Regions from separate parts of the Macaca mulatta genome. Here region 1 is linked to region 2. The links are chromatin contacts, called in public Hi-C maps. All regions are on one chromosome and are shown on one strand. Each heading gives the region's core, a stretch centred on a gene start, on an enhancer-like site or on the middle of the called end of the contact. The rest is flanking DNA. Distances are from core to core; before and after follow the strand shown. Region 1 holds the start of LNPEP (leucyl and cystinyl aminopeptidase). Region 2 holds the start of ERAP1 (endoplasmic reticulum aminopeptidase 1).

Evidence for each region. Hi-C and Micro-C count contacts between places; a contact is called where the count stands out from the background.
Region 1: a Hi-C map of fetal cortex germinal zone shows a contact between it and region 2, with 1.9 times the contacts expected there. The contact joins the promoter of LNPEP here to the promoter of ERAP1 in region 2. A contact is called at or near these places in 3 of 14 Hi-C or Micro-C datasets (blood, fetal cortex germinal zone and liver).

Annotation. Positions count from the first base shown.
Region 1 is chr6:103,289,324-103,295,575 of T2T-MMU8v2.0, reverse strand. LNPEP (leucyl and cystinyl aminopeptidase) reads right to left here and starts at 3,611. Exons shown (of 18, transcript XM_001092287.5): 1 at 2,514-3,611. The coding sequence starts at 2,532.
Region 2 is chr6:103,157,060-103,162,900 of T2T-MMU8v2.0, reverse strand. ERAP1 (endoplasmic reticulum aminopeptidase 1) reads left to right here and starts at 3,800. Exons shown (of 19, transcript XM_028849584.2): 1 at 3,800-3,860.

The DNA of each region.
Region 1 (6,252 bases), core at 2,362-4,861, 130 kb before region 2:
ATTTTAAATGGTTTGCAGAAGTATGTTACCTGAACAGGTTAACATGGCATATTCATCAAATGAACAAATTATCAACAGGTAGAGAGCAGGGCCCAACAAAAATAGGTCATACCATGGCAACTTTGGACAGAAAACAGAGAAACTACAAAAAAACCGTACTGGAATAGATGAGTATTGAAGGCTAGAGTGACAAGATATAAACTAAATTCACTTCCTTTACAAATACATAGGTCAGTAGGTGGAACCAGTGACAAGATTTTTAACTAAAAGATATGTGGTCCAAAATTACTGAAACTGTTTTTTGTTAAGCTCACACACTTCTCTAGATATATAGGGATACATGAGAAAGTGTAAGTGAGAAAGAGTCCACTAAAATAGGATGAATGTGTAACAAAATCCAATACCAGGCTCGATAAATCTTGCAATCATAAATTCTACGGATAATGAAATACTCTGCATCATCACACCCAGACCAATGGGAGCATTATACATGCGTTACTTTTTGTACTCAGAAAGATGAAGTATATAACTGTCTACTGTACCATGTTATTTGAAAACACTAGAAAATTCTACAGCAATCCTTCAAAAGTTTTCAAATAAATACCCTGTCCATCTTAAACCTGAAAAGCACTTCAAATTGCTAACATTTAATTTCTTGTTGACTGTAGATATTGTCATTTCTGTTTTCCTTATAAAAGGATGCTAAATAAGGCTGCAAGAAGTGACTGCTACATTAACCAAAATTATGCACTGCCAAGCTGTCTCCAGCATCAACTCCGAAAGATAGGAAAGGATCAGAAATCCAATTTCCTACATGAAAGTTGAAGCATTGCTTCTTTTTTTGTTCTCTTCTGTGGGATTTTTCCATTGTCCTCCCAAATGTGACAGTTTGCAAATACCCACATCTAGAAGCATATTCTATGAGAGAAAAGACGCCAATTTTAAAACTTGAGAAAGTACTTTAATTCTGTAGGCAAAGGTTCATCAAATCAGCTAGCACTAATCTTGACCAAATGGGTGAGTCAGCCTTGTCACTGAGAATTTTTTTTTTTTAATTTAGATGAAATTTCACATTTAAAAACATGGTAACTCCAAGCATTCTACCAAGAACAAAGAATAAGCATTGAAATAGTCACTTACAAGGACTTAACGACTTATATTAAACATATTTTACACTAAAGTACTAGATGGTCTCTCTAGTTCCTTTTAGCTCAAACCTTCCTTAATTCTTCGAGTAACTTCACCAGACTATTCTTTAAGTTTTAGTAATTACAAACAGAACCTGAATGAGAAAAACAATTCAGAATTAAAGTTGTTATCAGTAAGCCTAATTAAACAGTACAGACAGAAAGATGGCAGTAGAATAAAGCATTCTATATTAAGAGAAGGGAGAATATAATCAGTAGTTCGCAGCCTCATGAATGAAGCACAGCATACAACAAAGTCTGGCTGGGATTTGGGTAACTAACGTACCTAAACAGGGACAGACTGAGGCCCCTATTAATGGGATACTCTACTTGAAGTAACCAACCATACTCAGGAAAACATGTCAACCAGAGAGTGAATCCTCTAATTTTAGTGGGTCGTCTCCCTTACTGGCAGTTTTCCTACTTTCTATCTTAAAAGGGAATCCACACACTCAACACCGCAAAATGGTAAGACATCTCATCTCACCCCTGTATCGTGGGTCTGGCACTTCTGGGTCGCACAAAAGCCATCGTTCTAACTAGTGTGGGATTTATGCCCCCCATTCAGTGAAGGGCTGTCTGTGGCTGTTTGCAGGGTGCAGGCTCCCTACGTTGACTCTCGCTTCCTGTCACACAGTGGTATCACCGTGACGGACCCTTGACATGAACAAGTCTTTGACTGAAAAACTGATATGATCTGCAGCCAGTGAGGGGAAGCGTGGTGGCCCGGCGGAGTACCTCGGCAGGGTCAGCAGGGTGACACTGCGGGAAGGCACCTCTGCGGCCCCGAGCGAGGTGAGCAAGCCTTTCCTGAAGTTTTCCTTCCTTCCACAACATTAACCTGCCAAGCCTCCCACCCCCACCCCGCCCTATTAGGAAAAGTCACGCCGGCAGCTCACTGAAGGGCAGGGGGACAGCTCCTGGCGCCCCACAAAAGTTGGGCTCGGCGGCTGCCACAGCTTAAAGCTCCTGCAGGACAGTCGGCCCGACACCGCCTCCTCCGGGGGCAAACCTGAGCTGCCAACTTTCCCACTGCCCACTCCTCTGCGCACAGCAGCCCAAACTTTGCGGTTCGCCCACCGGCCGCACCCCGGGCGAGCGGCGGCGGCGCTGACCTTCACGCCAGCTCCGGGTCCCGCACTGGCCGCCGCCCGCCCCCCGAACCTCCCTGCCTCCCCTAGATCCCTCTGCCTGCCTCCCCCAACCCTCGTGGGAAGCCCGCGGTGTGGGGGGTGACGGCAGCAGCCCGATCCCGCGTATCACGACTGCCCACGACCCTCGGGGCTCCGGAGAGCCTGGGTCCCGGCGCCTCGGCTGCCCACTCACCATTGGTGAAGGGCTCCATTTTCCCCCCGCCGCGGCTCCTCACAGCCCGAGCGCCCGAGCTTCCTACTCCGAAAGCTGAGGCGGCCCAGCCGACTGAGCATGCCCAGCGCGGCCTCCAGGGGCTGCCAGGGAGGTGCCGCGAGGGGCGGCGCCGCTCCGCCGCTCGGTGGCTCCGCCGTTCCGGGTTTTCGTGGCGGCTGCAGAAAGAGCGAGGGAAGCAAGAGGGAAATGCACAGTCTAACCCCCGGCGGCTCAGCGGAGAGGCGAGGTGGGAGCGGGTGCGCGCTGGGGCGGGGCCTGGGCGGGGCCGGGAAAGCCCCGCCCCGTCACTGCCTGAAGTGGACCTGGCTGCGGCGCTCTCCCTGGCCGGGAACCGTGTTCAGTCACTCAACAATTGTGGAGCCCTACTGCGACCCGCCCGATTCTGGACGCCGAGACACCCGCACTGCGCCAGAAAACATGGTCCCAGTCCCAGGTGCGGACATTCCAGAAACAGACCATAAATAAACACAGAAGACACACGAGTGTAAAGTCAGTGCCCCGCTGCGCATTAAATCGGGGTGACGTGATGGCGAGTGAGTGGGTAGCTAATTCGGATGGCTTGGTGGGACACGGCCTCGCTGAGCAGGTGCCACTGAAGCCGAGGTCTGAAGGCAGAGCAGGAACCTGCGGGCGAAGGTCGCTATCCGAACTGCGAATCGCCGGTTTCCCTGGGGAGGTTGGCCGCCGAGGGATCACTTTTCGAAGGACCGAGGGAACGGGCGCTGTAGGTCTTTTCGGCAGGGATGCCCTCCCGCATCATAGTGCCCCGGGAGGGCGGTGAGGAGGAGACGGAAGAGAGGGCAGGGACCCCGCAGGGCCGAGGGCTCCCCGGGGTCCAGGGCCGAGGGCGCCCTGGGGTCCAGTCCCGGGGCTGGCGGCTGCGGGCGCGGCCTCTAGGTGCGGGCGGATAACAAAACCCGGCGCCGGATCGCCCGGGCCGGATCACAGGCGCCGCAGGATGTGGGCAGAAGGCCTGCCTGTTCCAAGCCTTAAATCAACACCTGCGGTTCCCGGGGGTGCCACCGCTGGGGCTCGCAGCAAGGCTCCGCGGCGCTAGGCCCGAGAAACCGAAACTCCCCTAGTCGCCCCTGCCCCCCAGCTCTCGCGCAATTGCCTCCAGCCCCGAGCCACCATTGTTTCCAGTGCCAAATCGGGCAGCCCCGCTAGCCTCCGGGGCCGAACCGCCAGGGGCCCCGTGAGCCCCCAGGAGGCTCTTCGGGGAAGGCTTCCTTTTCCCCCTCTCGGTCTGCGCATCGCCACCACCCTCGCTGCAGAGGCCGCCGCCCTCCCAGCGCGCCACCACCGCTTCCTCTGCCTCTTCCCCTCCCTCAGCCCCGGCCCCTGCATTGACTTGGCTCGGGCTGCGCCTCACTGCGCCTGCCAACTGTCACACGCTCCGAGGCTGTCAACAGCGGGGCGCCAGGGACAAACAAGCCGCGGCGAGCGCAAACAGCCTGCGCAAACAGGGACGGCCAGGGTGTTGTTTGACCAGCACTGGAATTGGAAACTAGGTTTCGAAGAAGTCAAATCGAAGTACAATATTGTATTTTAAACTGTCTGTTGTTATTACATCCCTCACAATCCACGCTCTACTTGAAACTTCCAGTGCATACCAACTGCACTTAGAAAAAAAAAAAATGAAACTCCTTGCCTAACTCTGGGACCTCATCAGCACATTCTCACCATGTTTTGGTCACAGAGGCCTTCATGCTGTTCCTGGAAGTCGCCAAGTTCCATCCATCATTGTTAATCATTCCTTTTGCTCGCTCTTCGCACAAGAGCCGTTTCTTTTGCTTAGTACTTTGCCTACTGATTCCATCTTGTCATTTAAGTCTCAGCTCAGATGTCACCTCTGCAAAGAACCCTTGTCTGACCATACATCTAAAATAGCCACACTCTATAAAGACTTGGCCTTGCTTTATTTCCTTCTCAGCCCTCATCACTGTCTGAAACAACGTTGTGGATTTGTTGTTTATTATCAGTCTCCCTCTCAAGAATGCAAGCTTTGTGAGGGCAGGGTCGTAATCCTTTTTAAAGCTGTATCCCCAATGCGTGGGTAAGTATACAATAAATAATTTTTGCGTGAATAAGTGAAGGACGTAGTGGTGTTTAGAGTTCACTTCCACTGCTGCAAGCCCTTCCAGTTAATGACTCCATACTGAATGATGTGTTTGATCAGTACAGAGAAGGTTTCTGTATCATATGATATGTCAGAGTTGCTGTCTTCCTAATGTGTGAAAGGTAATCAGAGCCCTTAGGCTGGCCCCTTGTGCTGGCATTTCAGAACCAAAAATAGTGAACCACAGGGGCTGATGTATCCCAGTTCAGATATTATACAGTATATGCAGAGCTAGATTTTGTTAACATACTTCACACATTGTATTGCTTAAATAAGATGCTCTTCTCTATATTTTAGGTCATGTCATATTCTCTTGGAGTTATTTTTGCAACCAAACCACTTAGTATAGGAGATATTTAAAACACCGCAGCTTGTTAAATCGCCTCACCTCACATCACCTGTAACCTACAGTCTACCATGCTTTTAAGTGTGAAACATGTTACCTTGTGTTTTGTTTTAAATATCCCAACTCTGCAGAGATATGTGGTAAAAAATGCGCTAGCGAATATAGGTAGATCATTATGTCTTTTTGAGATTTCTTTGACAAAGAGACAAATGATTTTTTTGCCAACCTCTTGCCTCCCACCCCTCCCATTCCTTCACACACACGAAGACAAGAAGGACCATTTCAAGACATGTAAAAATACAAAAAATAAAATTAGCCAGGCATGGTGGCGCACACCTGTAATCCCAGCTATTCCGAAGGGTGAGACTTGAGAAGCTGAGGCATGAGAATTGCCTGAACCCGGGAGGTGGAGGTTGCAATGAACTGAGATCGCACCACTGCACTCCAGCCTGGGCGACAGAGCAAGACTCCATCTCAAAAAAAAAAAAAAAAAAAAAAAAGGCCTGGTGCGGTGGCCCACACCTGTAATCCCAGCACTTTGGGAGGCCAAGGCGGGTGGATCACGAGGTCAGGGGATCGAGACCATCCTGGCTAATACGGTGAAACTCCGTCTCTACTAAAAATAAAAATTAAAAAAAAAAAAAATTAGCCGGGCGTGGTGGCGGGCGCCTGTAGTCCCAGCTACCGAAGGCTGAGGCAGGAGAATAGCGTGAACCCGAGAGGCGGAGCTTGCAGTGAGCCGAGACCGCGCCACTGCACTCCAGCCTGGGCGACAGAGCGAGACTCCGTCTCAAAAAATAAATAAATAAATAAATAAATATGGTTTCGTATAGGAAGTAAAAATAGTAAACAAACCAAAATGTTTCAGAATCCTACCTAGGAGCAAAAGAATAATAATGAAGTTTGTTTTGTTTCATTGGATACTGTTTTATGTTTGACTTTATAGAGCCTTTTTGAGGGAACATGGTATCACAGTTTCACAGCCAAAACCCATTATGTTTTTATCTTTAACACCCGCCTATCCTCCCACACAGAACTTGCTCTTTAGTTTAAAAATATGACACTTTAAGTTATTATGAAGTTACTATTCATTATCAAAGGAGAGAATGTGACATTATCTACTATACCCATCTACTTACTGTGTTCAGAATCATTGCTGTCTACCATTTAACATTTGAAAACCATTAATTTGGAGAGTTAATTATAATACATAATAAATAGCATGACAGGAA
Region 2 (5,841 bases), core at 2,551-5,050:
CATGTGATCAGTCCTCGTGGCACCTAGAATGTTCTTCAGGATCCACAGTTCTAGAAGTTCAAGGGCAGCTACGGTCACTCAACTTGCTTGAGTTGTTCCTACAGAGTCTGGCATACATTTCTCCCTCCCATAGTCGTCTGTCATATGGTAATACAGTACTCTCTCTGAAGACTGACTCCACTGGCTAAATAAAAAAGGAGAGCATTGGTCCTCTTGAATGGAAAGTCTAAGGACAGGGTTTGCTCAAGACAGCTGGAGCTGAGGGCTTTAGTGGAGGTATTCTCTGTTTCCATCAGCCCTGCTGTCCTTTGAACTGGCTTCGCTTTAAGCCAGGCTTTTTCCATATGGCCCCTGGTAGGTCACTTCACATCTCTAATCCTGTTTCCTCATTCTAGAAAAATGGAGCTACTAGCCACCTGCATAAGTACAATGTGAGGATTCCATGAGATAGATGATATGTAAATGCTTTCAAGCTGCCACATTTCAGAGGACTTTATTATTTGATATGAGCTCAGTGGCCTGCTTCGGAACAGTCTTTAACATGGCATCTACACCATCTTCCCTGTTTCTGATTATTAATGAGATGGTATTGCTGTTGTTAAGCAGGACTGCTCTGCAACTTGGCACAGGGGGTGAAAAAAAGTCATCCTCTTTATCAAGAATATCAAGAATGAGCGGCATTATTATTCTTTTTTAAATTGGCATTTAAAAAAATTAAGTTCTAAGGCCCTGGGAGCCTACGGAAGAGTCTCAAGGACCACACTGTGTGTGGAGGGGCCGGGTAGCAGTGGGCAAGGCTGACTGGGTGGAGCTGCCCTGTTTAATAAGAGCAGGCCTGCTTTTGTCTGTTTTCTACACCATGATTCTGGATGAGATTTTACATCAAAAAGGAGAGTGGTAATATGATTAAAATAGGAGCACCTTTGGCAGCAAAACAGAAGAAATGAGCCAAATGCTGACATTAATTGACTAAAAGCTAATGAAAGCAGAACTGAATCAATCAATTACAGCAAAATTGAACATCACTTGACAATATCTAGAATTCAATATTTTTTAAGTAGATCAGTAATAGCTCAAAGTGGTACGTATGTCATTGGTCTAGGCCTGAGGAGGACCTCTATCATTCCTCTGGCTCACCTCTGAGACTAAGGACACTGAGAAGCCTCTGCAATGGATGGGCTCAACCGGCCAACCAGCCCTCATACACTATATGGTACACAATATTATTACTGTTTACCAACCCCTCCTTATTCTGGCCAATGCAATGTGAGTAGAAGTAGTGTGTATTTTCTCTTTGACTCTGAGCAAATTGCCTACCTGTCTCATTTTTCTCATCTATAAAGCATAATACCTACATTACAAGGTTGCTGAAAAGATCAAATTATAAACACACACATGCACGTACAGCTAGCATTTAGCAGTATCTAACAGTTGGTAGGGAATCAATAAACCTAGGTAATCTTTCTCTCTGTTTCCCTCCTTCTAACTATTTCTAAGTTTGGTAATTTGCTGTTTTGATCTCACAGGCTCTAGAACTAGGACTCCTTAAAGTCCTTACTCCAAGGTCTGCCTCCTCTACATCCCTGCTAGGGCTTTGAAACTAGAAGTGAATGCTGCCAAATCCTCTGGCTCATCGCTCTTTGTAGTGCACTTCAACTCTGAAGACACAATCATGGCCAGAGTGACAGGCTAAAGTCTGAGTCAGGGTGAGCTTTTGGGGAAATAGCGTGGAGCGGGTGGCGGTCTCAGCTCTCTTCTTGCCCACACTTTAACTGCTTTCTGCCCACATCCATTCAGGGCATTGTCCTGTTTGTCTCCTCAGCTGTCTTCTGTATTAACCTCCAGCCTGTTGGGTGCATTCACTTCTGCCAGCTGGACTTTCAATATGTATTTAAAAAGACAAACAAACAAACAAAAAACTTTACTAGAAGCAAAAGGAAAACCATCATATTCAAAAATATAAATACAAAAGCAAAGAAATGTACACATTTACTGGACAAAGAGGTCTCATCTTGAGTAAACTGGTAGCACTCAGAGATGTCTGGAGGTCTTGGAGGCTACACGCTATCCATTAATACCTCCTGTCAAATTCTGAACATGCAGAAATTACCAGATCTCAAAGTCCTCATTTCTTGTTGAATTTTAGTGAAAAAACTTTCCTGGATCCCACCGTAGTTGAGTCTTGGAACAGGGTGTTAATCTTTATATTATAAAATGTGCTTGACTAGAGAGAATAGGCAGTACGAAACATTATAGTTTTCAAACGGAAACATAATATCGAAAAAAATAAAGAGAAATACTGTTCCAGTGACTTGGAATCCCAAGTTCTCAAAGGGAAGGCCAATAAAGAAGTGGGAGGAGAAAGTCTGAGAACCGCATGAAAAGGGTCCTGTTACCACTGGGGCCATGGTCCACTCACCAAATTGTCAGAGACGTTTGAACCAGAGCAACTCCATCTTGAATAGGAGCTGGGTAAAATAAGGCTGAGACCTACTGGGCTACACTCCTAGGAAGTTAGACATTCTAAGTCACAGAATGAGATAGAAGGTAGACACAAGGCACAGGTCATAAAGACCTTGCTGATAAAACAGGCTGCAATAAGGAAGCCGGCCAAAACCCACCAAAACCAGGATGGCAATGAGAGTGACCTCTGGTCCTCACTGCTACACTCTCACGAGCTCCATAACAGTTTACAAATGCCATTGTAACCCTCTATGGTCTAAAAAGGGGAGGCATGAATAATTCCCCCCGTTCAGCATACAATCAAGAAATAACCCTAAAAACGGACAACCAACAGCCCTTGGGGGTGCTCTTCCTATGAGTAGCCATTCTTTTATTCCTTTAGTTTCTTAATTACTTGCTTTCACTTTACTCCATGGACTCCCCTCAAATTCTTTATTGCGCAAAATCCAAGAACCCACTCTTGGGGTCTGGATCAGGACCCCTTTTCAGTAATAAACTTGTAGCATTTGGTGTTTTAATGTTTGTGTTTTCTTGATTGTTACATCATTTAGCCTCAACTGTTTAAAGATGGTCTTTTTGGCCACTTTATTCAGCTTTAATTGTTCTAAGGGGAGTGAAGAAATGGTCATTTACTTTGAAAAATCAGAGGGAACGTGTTGATGCGGGAAGCAGCTAATCCTTGGGGTACAGTGGCCCTTGGTAGTGCAGGAAAGTCCTGGGGGCCACCTATAACCCACCCTTCTCCTCTACAGCATCTCCCACTGTAGTCATTCTCCACCGAAGCCCCAGAGGGTGCAGCACTTTGCCACAACAGAGTACTTCTGGGTTTGTGTTTCTTTCTGAGGCGGGCCAAGAGCTCTCAGCCCATTGGCAGGGGCGAGATGACGGCCACCCAGCGAGTCCAATGGGCGTCGAGCGCGTCTAGGCTTAGTGGACTTGTCAGCGCCTGCCTGCCCTAAATCCGCAGCTTGAGCACTGGGTCTTTGCTGCATTCGCCTAAACCTGGCAACGCTGAACAACGAAAAACAAAAAAACAAAGCAAAAAAAACCCAAAAAACAAAGGCAAAACCAAAAAACATCTTAAAACACACCACACAAACACACACACACACACACACACCCGCGTTAAGAAAGGCGTGCACTTCGCACGCCTGATACCGTGCAGCGCTCATTTACCAATTCCCTTCCTGGGAGCTGCAAACTCCCTCGCTCGGCCCCACTCCGTTTTACCCTTTCCCCAGCTCTTGCCTTAGCCAGGGGCTTCCCCGCCTGCAGCTAGAGTTCGGGCCAAAGCGCCTCTCCGCGCCCGCCTGTCGCTCCCCGGGCTCCACTTTCACTTTCGGTCCCGGGGCTGCTAGGCCGGCGGCGGCGGTGGTGGTGGCGGCGGCGGCGCAAGGGTGAGGGCGGCCCCAGACCCCCAGGTACAACGCGCCCGAGCCGCGGGGAGGGGACTGCTGGCCGGGAGGAGAGCGCGGCACCCGTCCCTTCCCTGCGCCAGCTGGGAGGGCCTGAGGGCTTGGGGCACGGGTTGAGAGAGACTGGGCGCGGGAGGAGGGAGACGGGGCGCGAGACAGGGCGCGGGAAGGGCGGGGGAGTCGCTGGTTAGGCCCGACTCCGCGGAGTACCCGGCAGGTCGGCGGCGGGCCCACCCCTGCCGGTCCCTGTCCCTGTCCCTCCGGGCGCGTGGCCGGCGCGCCTGCTCCGCGGGTCTCTCCGCTATTCCGCCGGCGGGAGCCTCCCTCCGCGGTCCGCGTAGCGCCTGGATGCCTGCCAGTCCTCCAGGCCACCGACGCCCGCGCGAGGCCAAAAGGCGGGGTGGGGCGGGCGGCTGGCTCAGGCTGAGGAGGGCACCTGTCCATAGCTGCCAGAGAAACCCAGAGGCTTTGGGTTAACGACTCTGGTGGGGTGGGAAGCGCGGGCCATGTGTGTCCATAAGGTCACTTCCCTCCCTGCTTCTCCCGTTCTTCTGGTCGGCAATTCTCTCTCTCCCTTTGGCTCTGACTGGGTTTTATTCAGATAAAGCACCTCTGTTGACGCAAATTAAAAGTTTCCTATCTGGGTGCGTCACTGGCCAGGTGGGCCTACAAAGTTAATTCTGTGAGGGGAAGGGGAAGAGCACACACTTCCTCACGCTTTTGGATTTCTTTGTGTAAGCTAGGTTCGGGAAGAAATTATCTGTTTCCTATTAAACACCCAGAGTACGCGCTTGACATGGTCAACAATTAACAAAACAAAACAAAAAAACTTGAAAATTGGGCACAGTTGTCTCTTCCCTGAGGATTTGGAATTAGTATAAGTAGCACATTTTCAGGTGGTACCTGAAGAGAAACATTCTAGTACTTTTTTTTTTTTTTTTTTTCAAATTCAGCATTTTATTATTTACCTACAGTGCTTGTTAATTTCATTGTTCAGGAAATTCTGGAAGAATCTCAATTACTTCTTGATGATCTATTTCATATAGTATAGTGCCCCAATAAAAGGAGGGGAGGCAGAGGTTGCAGTGAGTCAAGATCGCGCCACTGCACTCCAGCCTGGGAGACAGAGCGAGACTCCGTCTCAAAAAAAAAAAAAAAAAAAAAAAGGATCTTGGTAAAGCTAAAACAGCAGGGAGTTTATACTTACTGCATTCCAACATTCCAACTTGTTGGACTGCATTCCAACAAGTTGTGTGAACTTAGCAAAGTTATATGAATGTCTTTGCTTCAGTTACCCCACCTTGAATGAGAATAATAGGCTATTAGAGAGAGTAAGCATGTGTAAAGTGCCTGGCGCTTTGGAAGAGCTTAGTAAATACTAGTTCTTTTTCTTCTTTGGCTTCTATTCCTTTAAGTGTTAGTGGGGTGTAACTTCAAAGAGAATTGTACTTCTCTTGGGAAGTGCTGCTTATATTGAGTAGACTACTGTTTTTGAGAGCTTTCTTTTTTTTAACTGCATCCCTTTCAGAAAGTTGTTAGTAAAACCAGACCCTAGGAGACCAGCCAGAACCATGAAATGCCATGTTTCAAATTGGAACACTTACTATTGGAAGCAAAGCCAAACAAGAGCTAATTTTTCAGGGGAAGAGCCAAACACAGGAACATGATCACAGAATCTTGGGTGTCGTCTACTGTTTGGGATTAATAAGATAATTTATCAGTGAAGCCCTTTATTCACTACATGGAGTTTTTACCAAGCCCCACTCATGCACTGCATCCTCCTTGAGACATAACTGTTTCTCTTTGGCCCCCTCATGGACCCAACCCTGCAAAGCCTCTGATACAAGGTCCCAGTACCAACCTCTTCCGCAGCCCATCAGCCTTTCTGTCAGCTCATAACCAGCTGGAATTTCTAGATCTCCTCTGGGGCTGTTGGAGAGGTCTCCGGGACTTCCAGAGTCCT